3 separate regions of the Mus musculus genome follow, and all the other regions are linked to region 2. Evidence: chromatin contacts called from public HiChIP or PLAC-seq and promoter capture Hi-C data. All regions are on one chromosome and are shown on one strand. Each heading gives the region's core, a stretch centred on a gene start, on an enhancer-like site or on the middle of the called end of the contact. The rest is flanking DNA. Distances are from core to core; before and after follow the strand shown. Region 1 has its middle 20 kb from the start of Gm29895. Region 2 holds the start of Ednra (endothelin receptor type A). Region 3 has its middle 13 kb from the start of Gm29895.

Region 1 (4,443 bases), core at 683-3,182, 300 kb before region 2:
GAGGCACACACTGGGTTTACATGGTTTGTATTTAGTCTTAAGGCCAGGCCTTCCATTGCACAGGGAAATACAATTTTAGAATCAAAGGTACCTGGCTACTGGCTGGTAAAGGTGTGATGTGTGTGGTAGTTTGTGATGGAAATGCCCTTAGAACACTTCAGTACCATTCTCAGCAAAAAGCAGAGCTGTTTCCATGTTACATAGCTTCTGCTCACACAGCAAGCAACCTAGCAAGGCTGAGCAGGCAAAGGTACAGATCGACTTTGGGTTTTCTCTTCCATGTAAGATTGTTTTTTAAAAGATGGTGTGTGCCAAGAGGTGAAAGGCGAAGAGTGAAGCATGGAAGAAGAAAAAAAGCGCAAACTGAGGAACAGGAGCCTTCGTAGTCACTCACTGCCAGACAGATCCTACCTGATGGAGTGTGGGCATGTGGGCTGGGGAACAGCAATGGAGGACATCAGCCCACAGGGCTCTGGAAATCCAGAACACGAAGATTAAAATAAACACCACCATGTAAACCAGACACAAATCTAAATCCTCCTTAATCCCCAGTGACTGACCAACCTTCCTTCCTTAGCCTGGATGCCTTCTAGCCAGCTGTCCCTCTCTCTGGATATCCATGTTATACACAGGCTGGATGGGGATGGTGATTACTATTTCAAATATTTTCATCTCAACCTCTTGTGTGTGTGTGTGTGTGTGTGTGTGTGTGTGTGTGTGTGTAATCCTTAAACAACATTGTTCTCTTACTGTTTTGGAGGTCAGGAATCCAAGTTCAAAGAGACAATAAGTTGGAGTTTTCCTGAACACCATCCCTTACCATGCTAATGGCTGCATGCATTCTTTCTATATTCCCATGACCTTGCCTCTATAAACATTTTCATAATCTAACCTAATATGCATTATTTTATTTTATGTTTTAGTTAATGCACAAAGTAACAGGTTTTTTCCTTGCAGTTTTTCATATTCTGTTTTTGCTGGCCCTCCTCTGTGTTGATTTCTCTTCCCTGTCCACTGAGTCATGCCTTTCAGACTCCAGAATCCCCTTTCCATTTTCACATAGCATATATTCCTTCATCTACTTTATTCCCTCCCTTGAAGCCTTCTCTTCCCTGCCTCTCTTGTCTCCCGACCACACTCAGCCCCACGTAAATGCATCTATATAAACGTGAGAAGCTTGGCTCTGGTGACCTTCTGCAAACAGCTGATGCCACTCCATGTGGATGAAGCTATGTACTTACACTTCCCAAGTCAGGGCATCTCCACAGTTCTGGGCTCATTCATAAACATTCAATCAATAAACTACTTAAGAGTAAGACATATAACCGAGTAATTTTGGACGTTGGGGAAAATCACTGCTACCCCATGAGGAATTGTGATATGGATTCAATAGTGGGGGAAATGGAACCAATATAATAAAAGCATGTAAGAGTTAAGCTGGATTATACCAAAAGGTAAAGGCAGCAAGAGTTTGTACAATGCTATAAATCAGATCTCACGCTGACAGAACACTCAGACTACCAGAACTCCGGGCATTTCACAGGAAAGTTTAGAATTATTGGAATCTGAGCAGTGCCTCTATTTTGAAAAGTGCAGCTCAAACTATTTTTATAGTAAAAACATAATGAAAAGGCATCCTTATTGAATCTTGTTGCTACTGTTAACTCACCCTCAGTGGGACTTGTTTCACATGAACTAGAGACCCACAACACTGCTGCTTTTTGGAGGGATAATTTTCTAGCAAATTTCTTTGGCTTTGTTTTGTTTTCTTGGTAGTTTTCAGACTAAAAATGAAGTAGCCATTGGTGTATCTTTCATTAAGACTCTCCTCTTAATACATTCCAACCAGCAAGGAATATGTATGGTAACATGCCCGAGCCTCTCTACCCACTGTTTATCCCCACTAAGAGCCCAGACAGTGGAAAACCATGGCAGTTATCACTGTGACCTCTCACTTTAATGAGCCCATGACTTAGAATGCTTTGATATCCTACGTCATGGGTTGGATTGAAAGAATCAATCTAATAAAAGCAACAAACTCTACTAGTAACAAATGAGGTGCCTCGGAACATATTGTCCTCTGGCAAGGCCTGGATAACAAACAAGGCCAGGGTGGCCAGGACGTCTGTTCAAGGTCAGCTGCGAAAGTACATGTACCCTCACTAACTCTTGTACAAATGCATGCACAGACACCCCAGTATACACACTCATGCACACAGACACCCAAGTACACACAGACACATGATCATACCCGCAAGCACATACAGATACATACATGTACATGCCGACATATGCACACACAGACACATGCGCATATGCATGTTTTAACACAGGTATGCATGCACATATGTGCTTGCACACACAGAGACACTGCCTGTCTTCAGTCTTTTTATTGTTCAGAGCCAAAGTGCTTGAATTTTTTGTAGGTGAATAGATTCTTAACTTTTCTAGCACATTTAACTGCTGACTTCTATTTCTTAATGTCTCCATTTTTTATCTGTCTAATTTTTTTCCCTATTGTTTTTGGATGTACATTAGGACATGTGTCCATGTCATAGACAAACTATGATAAGCATTGCATGATTCCGGTGTTCCCCAGTAACTGTCCCCTAGGATAGAATCTAGCAAAAGAGAGGACAGATGAGTGTAGAATTTCATGATCAAATACAGTTCCTGCTTCAGAGCTCCCAAAATGCACATCAAACCATCACAGACGTTGAAAAGCACTAGGGCAATGGAAGACGCTCTGAGAGGAACTCAGGAGCCTCTAAACAATCCTTCTTTCATTGATGTCCATTCCTCCAGATGTAGATCCCTTCTGAGGACCACACATGGACACTGTGTTTCCCATTTATCTGTAATTATTTTCAAAATGACCATCTTGCATTTTCTTATTTACAACTGATTCCAACATATGACAAACTTCAGAGAAACTTGTGGAATTCAAAGGAACACACAACTGTCACACGAAACACCAGCAGGCAGTCCTGAAGGATGAGACTAGCCTGAGCTGCTTACAAATTCCCTATTTCCTCTGGCTCGAAGATACTGTCCCTCATGCTTGCAGCCACTGAACCTTAATAGGCATTTCTGGGAGACCTAACTTCTCAGACTACGTGCCCAGGACATGTGCACCTAGATCAGTGTCTCCGGCTGTTCACCATGAGGGCAGTCAGTCACCATGCTTCTGTAAAGTCAAATTCTTTCTAATTCATGACAGATTGGGTTTGTCATGTATACTTCAGATCTCCCTCTCCTTTCATGGCAAGCCTGTTTTCCCTGTGGTTGTGGTTTGTTCTCTTAGCAGAGGTAGCTGATAAATCTTCAAGTTCCTAGGTTCTGGTTAACACTCCTTTCGAACGCCTCACCCTGTGCTGTGAGCCCAACTGAAGCCATTAAGCTGTGCTTGTTTTCCTTTCTTTCCTTCCTTCGCATTGCTAAGGGCTTTTACGATAGAATAGTTTAAGTGCCAGGGTCCGGTCAGCCCGAGAGCAGCTTTACAAAGTCTAGGCGTTTTGCCAGAAATCTAAACTTTGTTGAACTATGTTAAAAGGTTAAGCATTTCACAGAGTTTGGTCTCCTCCACCCTCACTGATCTCCCAGCCTCTGCCTTTTCCTTAAATGTCTTTAAAAAAAAAAACCATAAGTGCTGGAGAGAACACATTTGACCCTTACCCTGTAACCATGGTATGGGTAAAAGCCTAAACAAATGTTAATCACACTTCTCTCCCTCACCCAGAGAGAGAGAGAGAGAGAGAGAGAGAGAGAGAGAGAGAGAGAGAGAGAGAGAAAGCTGAGGACACAGACTATGTTTAGTCTGTTTTTAAATGAAATATTAGATGTTTTCCATAAAGTATCAGTTAAAAAGTCTCACTAATTACTTCTCATAACAATTTCTATATTAATGGAAAAGTCTTCCTATAACTGAATATTAATGAATGTGACATCCTCTGTGGTCCAGCAGGATTACAGAATACTGACTCCTGGCCCTTTCATTCTGAAACGTTTCCCATGGTGACTTCCTGCCACACTGGGGACGGTCAATCTTGGGTAGAATGCTTCTCAGCTTTCAAATCCCAGAGTCATCAAGGATATTAAAAAGGAGGAAAGTTTTCAAAACCATTGCTTCTCAGGCGTGGTGCTCAGAAGACCGTTGCTTTTGAAAGATGGCCATTGATGTCAGTAGGATTGTTCGGAAGCTCCCAAGTGCTCCTCAGAGCTCCCCCCACCACGCTGCTACTTTCCAAAGTCTGTGAGGATTTGATGTGCATCGTGGGCGCTCTGAAGAGGGAACAGGTTGTTCACTGGTTTCCAACGATATTTAATCATGAAATTCTACACTCATCTGTCTTCTCTTTGGTATACACATTCCAAGGGGCACTCGCAGGGGGACACAGGCCTTATCCAATGCTCATCACAGTCTGTCACAAAAGCAATACTCTT
Region 2 (4,252 bases), core at 62-2,561:
TCCATACCACAGTGGGATCAGCAAAAGGTAGGGGGTCCTGGGGGTGCTGTTACAAAGACTAGCCTGACAGACATGTTCAGTTACACAGATGGTGCACTGTCCACGTGCCTAGTCACGGGGTGAGAGGGCCTGGGATCCAGAACATTTCACATACCAAGTTATGAACAGTCTTCTGGAAGAAGGCAATAACTTTTCTTCCTGGAAAATAATGTCAGCCTGCCAAGCTGTCGCCACAAAAGCGTACCCCTTCAGAGCTGACTGAGACAATTTTTGTGGATCCTTCCTAGAGAAACGCTAGATAAACACTAGATTAGTGGACAGGGTAATGCCTGCTCCAACAGTCCCAGAAGAATATTAAAATCCTTTCCACCGAGGTGTTCTGCTGATGGCTGTGACAGTTTTACAAAATGACCCCTGTCAAGTAGGGTCTCTGTGCCCTCACCCTTTAATCTGGAATTGGTGACTGACAGAATTAAGCAGAAGCCCCTTTGTGTCACTATCTGGACCTGGGCCTTAAGTAGGTGGCAGTTTCTATGTCCTTTCTCTTGGGATATTTGTTCTTGGAATCTAGCCACCACACTATGAGGAAGCTGTTGCTAAAATTCTTTCCCAGGGGCTAGATATAAGTCCTGTCTCTCCCTTCTCCTAGAGGTCCTAGAACAAACTGAGGTCCAATTCCACTATAGATACGGTAGGGAACCAATGAGGTCCTAGGGCATCCGTACAGCCAAGCCTTCTTCCCCAGGAGCCCTGATGTTTGGCCCTTATCTCTCCTCCCACTCCCCATCTTATCGTGACTTGACACACTCTGTGATAAAGACACTGCCTTCTGAAGGGTCTCCCCATTCATTGTCAGACATGATCATTTCTCTGAGCACACCCTAGACCCTTCCACAGACTCCCCAGCTCCCTTTTGCCTTGGGCTAAGGCTTAGTGGTCTTGCAGGTCAAATTTGAGCCAAAGACATGCTGTCCACCTGGGTTCCATAACTTCCTCTAAGGTGAGGAGTGCTAACAAGCTAAGCAAAGTTGACAGGAGACACAGCCCAAATTCCCTGGCTTCCCCTGCTGATCAAACTCTCCCGTACTCACGGGCTCAAGTGCCTCGAGTTTCTTCCTAAAACAGGGCACAACCTTGAGTCTGGTCTGTTGCTCTCTACTTTCAATCCTACCCATCCTAGACTAACCAACTTCTCAGGAAGGAAATAGTTAAAGATCCCTGCCCTTCAGGGCCTGGCGGGGGCAGCAGCTTTGCAGCTTGGTGGCTGCTCCCTGGAGGGCAGGCGGGATAGCGCTCTTGCAGTTAGGTCCCAGAGTAGAGAGGAAGGTCTAGGAGCCTGTGGAGTCTAAGGAAGATCGCGGGAGGCGTGTTCCTCCGGAGTTTGCTTTTCCTTGGGAGCCTCGCGCGCACACCCATCCCTTCTAGTCTGGCAACTGTGTCTAGGAGGTGGGGAGCCTCTCTCTGATCCACCGGACCATCGCTGGAGCTTGCAGGCTGAGCAAGATCTCCCCCTAGAGAAGCCTGGCTGTCCGGGGAAGTTTCCCCGAGCTGAGACTGTGCTGCAGCCCTGGTCACCCGCCACCCTGCGCGCCACCCTCGTTCTCCAGCTCAGGCTCCGGCTGGCCCGTGCGCGGACCTGGAGCTGTCTGCTTCCGAGGAGCTCTAAGGTCGGTGCAAGTCTTTCTTTTTGGAACCAGGGCTGGAACTAGGGATAGGGTCGCTGCCGGGGCAATCTGCTGGGAGGAGCAGGGGTGTCTCGCAGCTCCAGGGAAACGCAACAGACCGGCCTGGCACTTACCTCCCGGGACGCCCAGTGTGGGGCGCTTTCCTGGGAGACGAACACTGGGGGGAGTGGGGGTGGACACCGGACAAGACCATTGAGCTTTGTCTCGGATTTTTAGGAAAGGGGAGCCGGGAGTGGGAGGATCTTTTTCTCCACACAAGCTTTCAGGCGCATCAAGGCCCAGGGCGCTTGCTCCAAAGCCTCCTGGTGAAGTTGGTCTCTTCCTATCCTGCACCCTGAGTGCCAAGGACACTTACTGTGAAGAACCAACCTCTGTGGAGCCCTCCTCACACCACGATGGCAGCTGGGGTTGGAAATCTGCCTGCTGGTGGAGGTCTGGGCGATTTGCTCAGTGCTGTCCTGTCCTTTAAAGGGCACTTCTTGTCTTTCATGTGCAGAACCCTGGAACTGTTTGTAGATAAGCCACCTCTGATTACACCACCCTTAGTGGCCTCACCCCAGCAGACCTGGGGCGAAAGCATATGAAAGTCAGAGGATGTGTCCAAGGAGAGTGGATAATTTGTCTTCTCCAGAGAACAAAACCACAGAGAACTTGAAAAAAAAAAAGTTCTTGGTTTAATTTTTTTTTTCTTCTTGTAGTTGTTTCTGATTCCCACACAGCCATCAACTCATCTGTTTTTAAAGATTGGCTATGAAACACCTTGGCAACCATACCATGTAAATTACCTGCCCTAAGTATGTGTGCGGTTTGGGCGCCGTTGGATTTTCCAAATTACTAATGGCAAGTGGACATTTGCTCTGAGAATCTGATGTATTAACTAGGGAAAGCACTAAGGGGTCAGCTTTTGTATGCCACCAAACTCTAGACCCACAAAAGGAAAGATGCTGACTCCATAGACATGTCCTTCTGGTCTGAATGTGAGTTGCTTCTCTAGAGCTCTGGCTCTAGAGCCAGATGCCCGGCAAAGCTTGACTGAAATATACCAAAATGAGCTACAGATCCGTCCTTGGGAAAGCATGGATTCGAAAGAGGTTTCTTTTATTTGGTTTTGTGTTTTTCACTCTGTAACAATATGGCATCCACATGTTTTTGACAGATGTCCCTTAGATGTGGTGAGCTGACAAGAGGTGTCAAGAGAAATGAGTTCTTGGTAGTGTCTTTGCTGGAGGGAAGCAAGGAAGGAAGGAAAGGAAGGAAGGAAGAAAGGGAGGGAGGGAGGGAAGGAGGGAGGAAGGAAGGAGGGAGGGAGGGAGGGAGGGAGGGAGGGAGGGAGGGAGGGAGGGAGGGAGGGAGGGAGGGAGGGAGGGAGGAAGGAAGGAAGGAAAGAGGTTTTACTGGCAGCTGGCTCACACCCTGATAGGAAGCCATGACTGTAGCTTTCTCAGTACCTGTGGCAATGAGGACCACTGAGCTCTACGTGAGCTGTGCAGTGCCTGTGACACCCAAATGGCTCATGAACTCCCCTCCTGGATGATTCTAATAGACCATGAAGCCATTTTGTTTATGGGAAAGACCTCTGTCTCTCATTTTTAAGATAACTATTACTAAATATTCCATTCCCATTGGGAAACCAGGAACCATAAATCATAAAGCAATCAAGGAATTGAAAGACTTGTGCCTCCCCTCACTATCCTGAGAGGGAGGCAGATCGTAAAAAGCTTTGTACTTGGCATTCTGGTCTACATGTGGGAAATGGAAAGATGATATTTGTAGACCTACTAATAATTCAGCCAGTTATTCCGGACTATTAGAGACGGGAGAGAAAATCTGTAACCACTTACAATTAAGGGTGAGCAGAAGTGACAGAAGTAAATGGCAGGCCCATCACTTTGAAATCACAGCAGCGGGTGAACACCTATAGCCCAGCCGTGAGACAGGATGACATCCAGCAGCCTTTTGGCTGTGAAAACACAGTCACTTCACTCATTCAAGACTCCTGATGTGTTACAGATGTTGTTCTGTCTGTATAAATTGTGATGCCCAAGTCAAGAACCAGTTGGTGCCTGTGAGATGCGATGTATATTGCTGTTTGGCAAGGCAAAAGCATGTGGGACTGACAGCAGGTGTTCCCCTATACTTCTTATAGCATGTCAGCATCTCTTATTTGGTACACTTATATTAAGCCTAAACTTAATAATGTCCCATGACAACTGTCAAAAATCCCTAAATGTGGTCACCCTTGAGCAGACTCAAAAAGATTGAGTCTTAAAATTTAGGATTAGGTGTATACGCCATAGATACACAGACCACTGCCCATAAATGAAGTTACTGTCCTCATTTACAGATTAATGAAAGAAAAGTACAAAATACCCAAAGGGGAGGAGCAATTGACTTTTGGTTGCTATTTTCTCAGCACCAGCCTTCCTTTTGTTTTCTAAGTGTCTTAAAGTATAAGAGGAGAAATCTAGATTTACTGAGCACCAGGGACCACCCGCCCTTTGAAGGCGATATAACATAAGAACTCTTTGATAATACCTGAACACTCCTTCCAATGTTCTGCTGCGTCA
Region 3 (4,347 bases), core at 1,680-4,179, 330 kb before region 2:
ACTATGAGCATCCACTTTTGTATTTGCCAGGCATTGGTATAGTCTAACAAGAGAGAGCTATTTCAGGATCCTGTCAGCAAAAACTTTCTGGCATATGCAATAGTGTCTGGGTTTGGCGGTTATATATGGGATGGATGGTCTTTCCTTCTGTCTCAGCTCCAAACTTTGTCTCTGTAACTCCTTCCATGGGTATTTTGTTCCCTAGTCTAAGAAGGAGCAAAGTGTCCACACTTTGGTCTTCCTTCTTCTTGAATTTCATGTGTTTTGTAAATTGTATCTTGGATATTCTAAGTTTCTGGGCTACTATCCACTTATCAGTGAATACATATCATGTGTGTTCTTTTGTGTTTGGGTTACCTCACTCAGGATGATATCCTCCAGATGCATCCATTTGCCTAAGAATTTCATGAATTCATTGTTTTTAGGAGCTGAGTAGTACTCCATTGTGTAAATGTACCACATTTTCAGTATCCATTCCTTTGTTGAGGGACATCTGGGTTCTTTCCAGCTTCTGGCAAATATAAATAAGGCTGCTATGAACATAGTGGAGCATGTGTCCTTATTACAAGTTGGAACATCTTCTAGGTCTATGCACAGGAGAGGAATTGCTGGATCTGCCAGTAGTACTATGTCTAATTTTCTGAGGAACCGCCAGACTGATTTCCAGAGTGGTTGTACAAGCTTGCAATCCCACCAACAATGAAGGAGTGTTCCTCTTTCTCCACATCCACGCCAGCATCTGCTATCACCTGAATTTTTGATCTTAGCCATTCTGACTGGTGTGATATGGAATCTCGGGATTGTTTTGATTTGCATTTCCCTGATGATTAAGGATGCTGAACATTTTTTCAGGTGCTTCTCAGCCATTCGGTATTCCTCACTTGAGAATTCTTTGTTTAGCTCTGTACCCCATTTTTAATAGGTTTTTTTTTATTTTCTGGAGTCCATCTTCTTGAGTTCTTTATATATATATATATATATATATATAGTATATTAGCCCCCTATCTGATTTAGGATAGGTAAAGATCCTTTCCCAATCTGTTGGTGGCCTTTTTGCCTTATTGAGAGTATCCTTTGCCTTACAGAAGCTTTGCAATTTTATGAGGTCCTATTTGTCAATTCTTGATCTTACAGCACAAACCATTGCTGTTCTGTTCAGGAAAATTTCCCCTGTGCCCATATCTTCCATGCTCATGGATTGGCAGGATCAATATGGTAAAAATGGCTATCTTGCCAAAAGCAATCTACAAATTCAATGCAATCCCCATCAAAATTCCAACTCAATTCTTCAATGAATTAGAAAGGGCAATTTGCAAATTCATGTGGAATAATGCAAAAACTCTTCTCAACAATAAAAGAACCTCTGGTGGAATCACCATGCCTGACCTAAAGCTGTACTACAGAGCAATTGTGATAAAAACTGCATGGTACTGGTACAGTGACAAACAGGTATATTCAAAAATGGAATAGAACTGAAGACCCAGAAATGAACCCACACACCTATGGTCACTTGATCTTTGACAAGGGAGCTAAAACCATCTAGTGGAAAAAAGACAGCATTTTCAACAAATGGTGCTGGCAAAATGAGCAGTTATCACGTAGAAGAATGCAAATTGATCCATTCTTATCTCCTTGTACTAAGGTCAAGTGTAAGTGAATCAAGGAACTCCACATAAAACCAGAGACACTGATACTTATAGAGGAGAAAGTGGGGAAAAGCCTTGAAGATATGGGCACAGGAGATTTTTCAAGTAGCCTGAAGCTGCAGGAAAAGGAAATCGGTAGCTGCTCCAGGCTATGAGCACCTCGAATACAGGTTGAAAGCATGCCTTGCGGATAACCAGGGGGAAGGGTGGGACTCAATGCAGGACTCAGCAGATGTTGGATTGTACTGCAAACTCCACACTAGTAAAATCTTACCATCAAGAACACTGGGTGATCCCATGGCCCAGACCAAAACCCAGACACCAGCCCCTCTAGTTCTCAACCTGTGGGTCGCCATCAGATATCCTGCATGTTAAGTATGTACATTACAATTCAAATCAGAAGCAAAATTATAATTATGTCATATCAACAAAATAATTTTATGGTTGGGGGTTCACCACAGCACGAGGAATTGTATTAACAGGAGTGCATCATTAGGAAGGTTGAGAACCAAAGCTCTACAGGGAGAGGAGGAACTTTGAGAATTCCCAAAACAGTCCAGGGAAGTAAAGCCACTTCGTGCTGTGCGGATGAAGATGTAAGCTTGTGTTAAAGTCCTATCGCGTAAGCTTTATTCCTCTCTTTTCAGAATTCTGAAGCAGAAAGAAAAGCATAAGTTCTTTGGGCTTTTGGAAGGTTATAAAGCTGTACACGTTTGCACGGACGCTTTCTGAGGATCCATCACCCGCAGGCATTTTCTGGATGCTGTAGAGATGGGGAAGATAAATGACAGCCAATGAGCCACTATGCAGATTAAGATACGTTCTTGTGTGCAGACAGCCAGTATTCAGGATGGGGAGCACACGAAGTTTTGAAGAAGGGCCACAAGGGTGTGGATCCAGGAGAAGGTGACTACACAAAGCCCCAGGGGACAGGGCAACCATGGTACAATGCCAAGATTCTCTTCATTTGCATATGGAGATGCTTACCCTCCAGATTCTACAAGCAAGCCTTGGGATAGAACCTCTAGGCAGAAGTTCCCAGTAGAGCCCTTTCTGTCCTCTGATCATGGGAGCCAAGTCAAGCTCACTGGTTAGAGTCATGAAAGTTATCCATAAGGAGCTAGCTGCTCTGCATTCCTCAGGGGAGCACAGGCTGTTCCCCTCAAGAACACCTTAGCCCACCAGTTAGCTCACATGACTTTGGGGTGTATCTCCTCATCAGTCAGATCCTTCCCAAGGTTGTTTGAGTATGACATAAACCTACTTCACTTGAGTTGGATAAATTCCCAGAAAAGCATAAGCTCGGAGTTACTCCAGTCTCTTGGCAAATTACCCACAAGTCCTTTCACTGCAGGCAGCAAAATCGTTTCCGGTTACCTTAAGCAGAGGGGAATTAAGTGGTTAGGGGAACTAGGCTCCTCTAGGGCAGGCAGAACGACAAGGTGCTCCTAGTCCAGAAGAATCTCAATTTTCAGTTCCCCTATTGAAAGTAAGTAAAAATGAAGGCAGATGTGGCGAGCGCCTTTTGTCCCTGCACTCAGGAGGCCTAGGCAGCTAGATATTAGTGAGTTCAAGACCAGCCTGGTGTACATAGTAAGTTCTAGGCTAATCAAAGATAACATACCAAGACAGAAAAATAAATAAATAAGAAAGGAAGATTTCTACAGCAAACTTGGGTCAAGTAAGTGCTGACTCTTGACAACAGTTGCATCTAGACTGGGTAAGAGGTAATTTCTGGAAAGAAAACTCCATATGAGATGCCAAGCTGGGCCACTGCTCACAGAAGCTTCTGGAGATCTTTCTAAGTGAAGGTATCTGGAGATTCATACAACACATAGCTTGGAAAGCACTGGTGCACACTCTCCCCGTGCAAGCCCTTTCCTCTACTCCCTCCCATGGTCCACTCCCTCCCCATAGACCACTCCCTCCCCATGAACCACTCCCTCCCCATAGACCACTCCCTCCCCATAGACCACTCCCTCCCCATGGACCACTCCCTCCCCACAGACTCTCCCACTCCCTCCCATCTACTCCCTCCCCACGGACTGTCTCCCACTCCCCTCTCCTCATATACCAGTGATTCTTGCCCACTACTACCAACAAGCAACACATGTACACTATTACTTCAAAAGGTCTACAAATTGATTCATGTAAGAAAGAAAATAAGTTCTATCTTGTGGTTATAAAATAGTTTTTCTTATTCTAAAACTTATGTACAGGGCTCAGAAGTTAAAGGTGCTTGCAACCAAGTCTGATGACATGTGTTCAATCCCATGATGCCAGCTATCTACACACACACACACACACACACACACACACACACACACACACACGCACGCACACACGCACGCATGGGGATGGGTCACACTGGCACCCACCCAATTTGTACATGCACAAATTAAGTAATTAATATAATAATTAATAAATAAAATTTGTATAACGAAAAATTTGAAAGTGGCAGAAAATTACAAAGAAAATTAATAAAATCCAACATAACTAAGGGGTAGGAAGATGGCTCAGTGGTTAAGAGTGCTCAGTGCTCTTCCTGAGGACCTGTGTTAGATTCCCAGGACCCCTGTCTGAAGGCCCATACCTACCTTTAACAGTCCAAAAGGGTCACATGCCTCTGGCCCCAGTAGACACTGGCATATTCCCACCCACAAACTCACTCACATACACATAATTTAAGATAACAAATACT

The links. Promoter capture Hi-C pulls out the DNA fragments that hold promoters and counts their contacts. HiChIP or PLAC-seq counts read pairs in DNA pulled down with a chosen protein or histone mark.
Region 1: an H3K27ac HiChIP or PLAC-seq map of heart atrium shows a contact between it and region 2, with 6 read pairs. The contact joins the enhancer-like site here to the promoter of Ednra in region 2. A contact is called at or near these places in 4 of 39 promoter capture datasets (cranial neural crest, frontonasal cranial neural crest, maxillary cranial neural crest and 1 more), 1 of 15 datasets of contacts at CTCF or cohesin (the NIH/3T3 cell line), 2 of 484 Hi-C or Micro-C datasets (cochlea and liver), 9 of 115 datasets of contacts at active chromatin or transcription factors (acute myeloid leukemia, cardiomyocytes, craniofacial prominence and 6 more) and 1 of 9 other capture datasets (adipose tissue).
Region 3: a contact with region 2 is called in a promoter capture Hi-C map of 3T3-L1-derived adipocytes, with 4 times the contacts expected there. The contact joins the enhancer-like site here to the promoter of Ednra in region 2. A contact is called at or near these places in 4 of 39 promoter capture datasets (the 3T3-L1 cell line, 3T3-L1-derived adipocytes and cranial neural crest), 3 of 115 datasets of contacts at active chromatin or transcription factors (craniofacial prominence, embryonic limb bud and stem cell-derived neural progenitor cells) and 1 of 9 other capture datasets (embryonic stem cells).

Annotation. Positions count from the first base shown.
Region 1 is chr8:78,022,755-78,027,197 of GRCm38.p6, reverse strand. No RefSeq gene overlaps it. Among named protein-coding and RNA genes, the nearest start is that of Gm29895, 20 kb to the left of the region's middle. Within about 2 kb of position 1,932, at least 10 of the 459 cell types and tissues checked have an H3K27ac peak or open chromatin away from gene starts, as enhancers often do. A contact at or near this core is called in cardiomyocytes and heart atrium, where this site is marked.
Region 2 is chr8:77,721,511-77,725,762 of GRCm38.p6, reverse strand. Ednra (endothelin receptor type A) reads left to right here and starts at 1,311. Exons shown (of 8, transcript NM_010332.2): 1 at 1,311-1,667. LOC108167319 (a long non-coding RNA gene) reads right to left here and starts at 2,178. Exons shown (of 4, transcript XR_003947564.1): 1 at 2,041-2,178.
Region 3 is chr8:78,056,108-78,060,454 of GRCm38.p6, reverse strand. No RefSeq gene overlaps it. Among named protein-coding and RNA genes, the nearest start is that of Gm29895, 13 kb to the right of the region's middle. Within about 2 kb of position 2,929, at least 1 of the 459 cell types and tissues checked has an H3K27ac peak or open chromatin away from gene starts, as enhancers often do. A contact at or near this core is called in 3T3-L1-derived adipocytes, where this site is marked.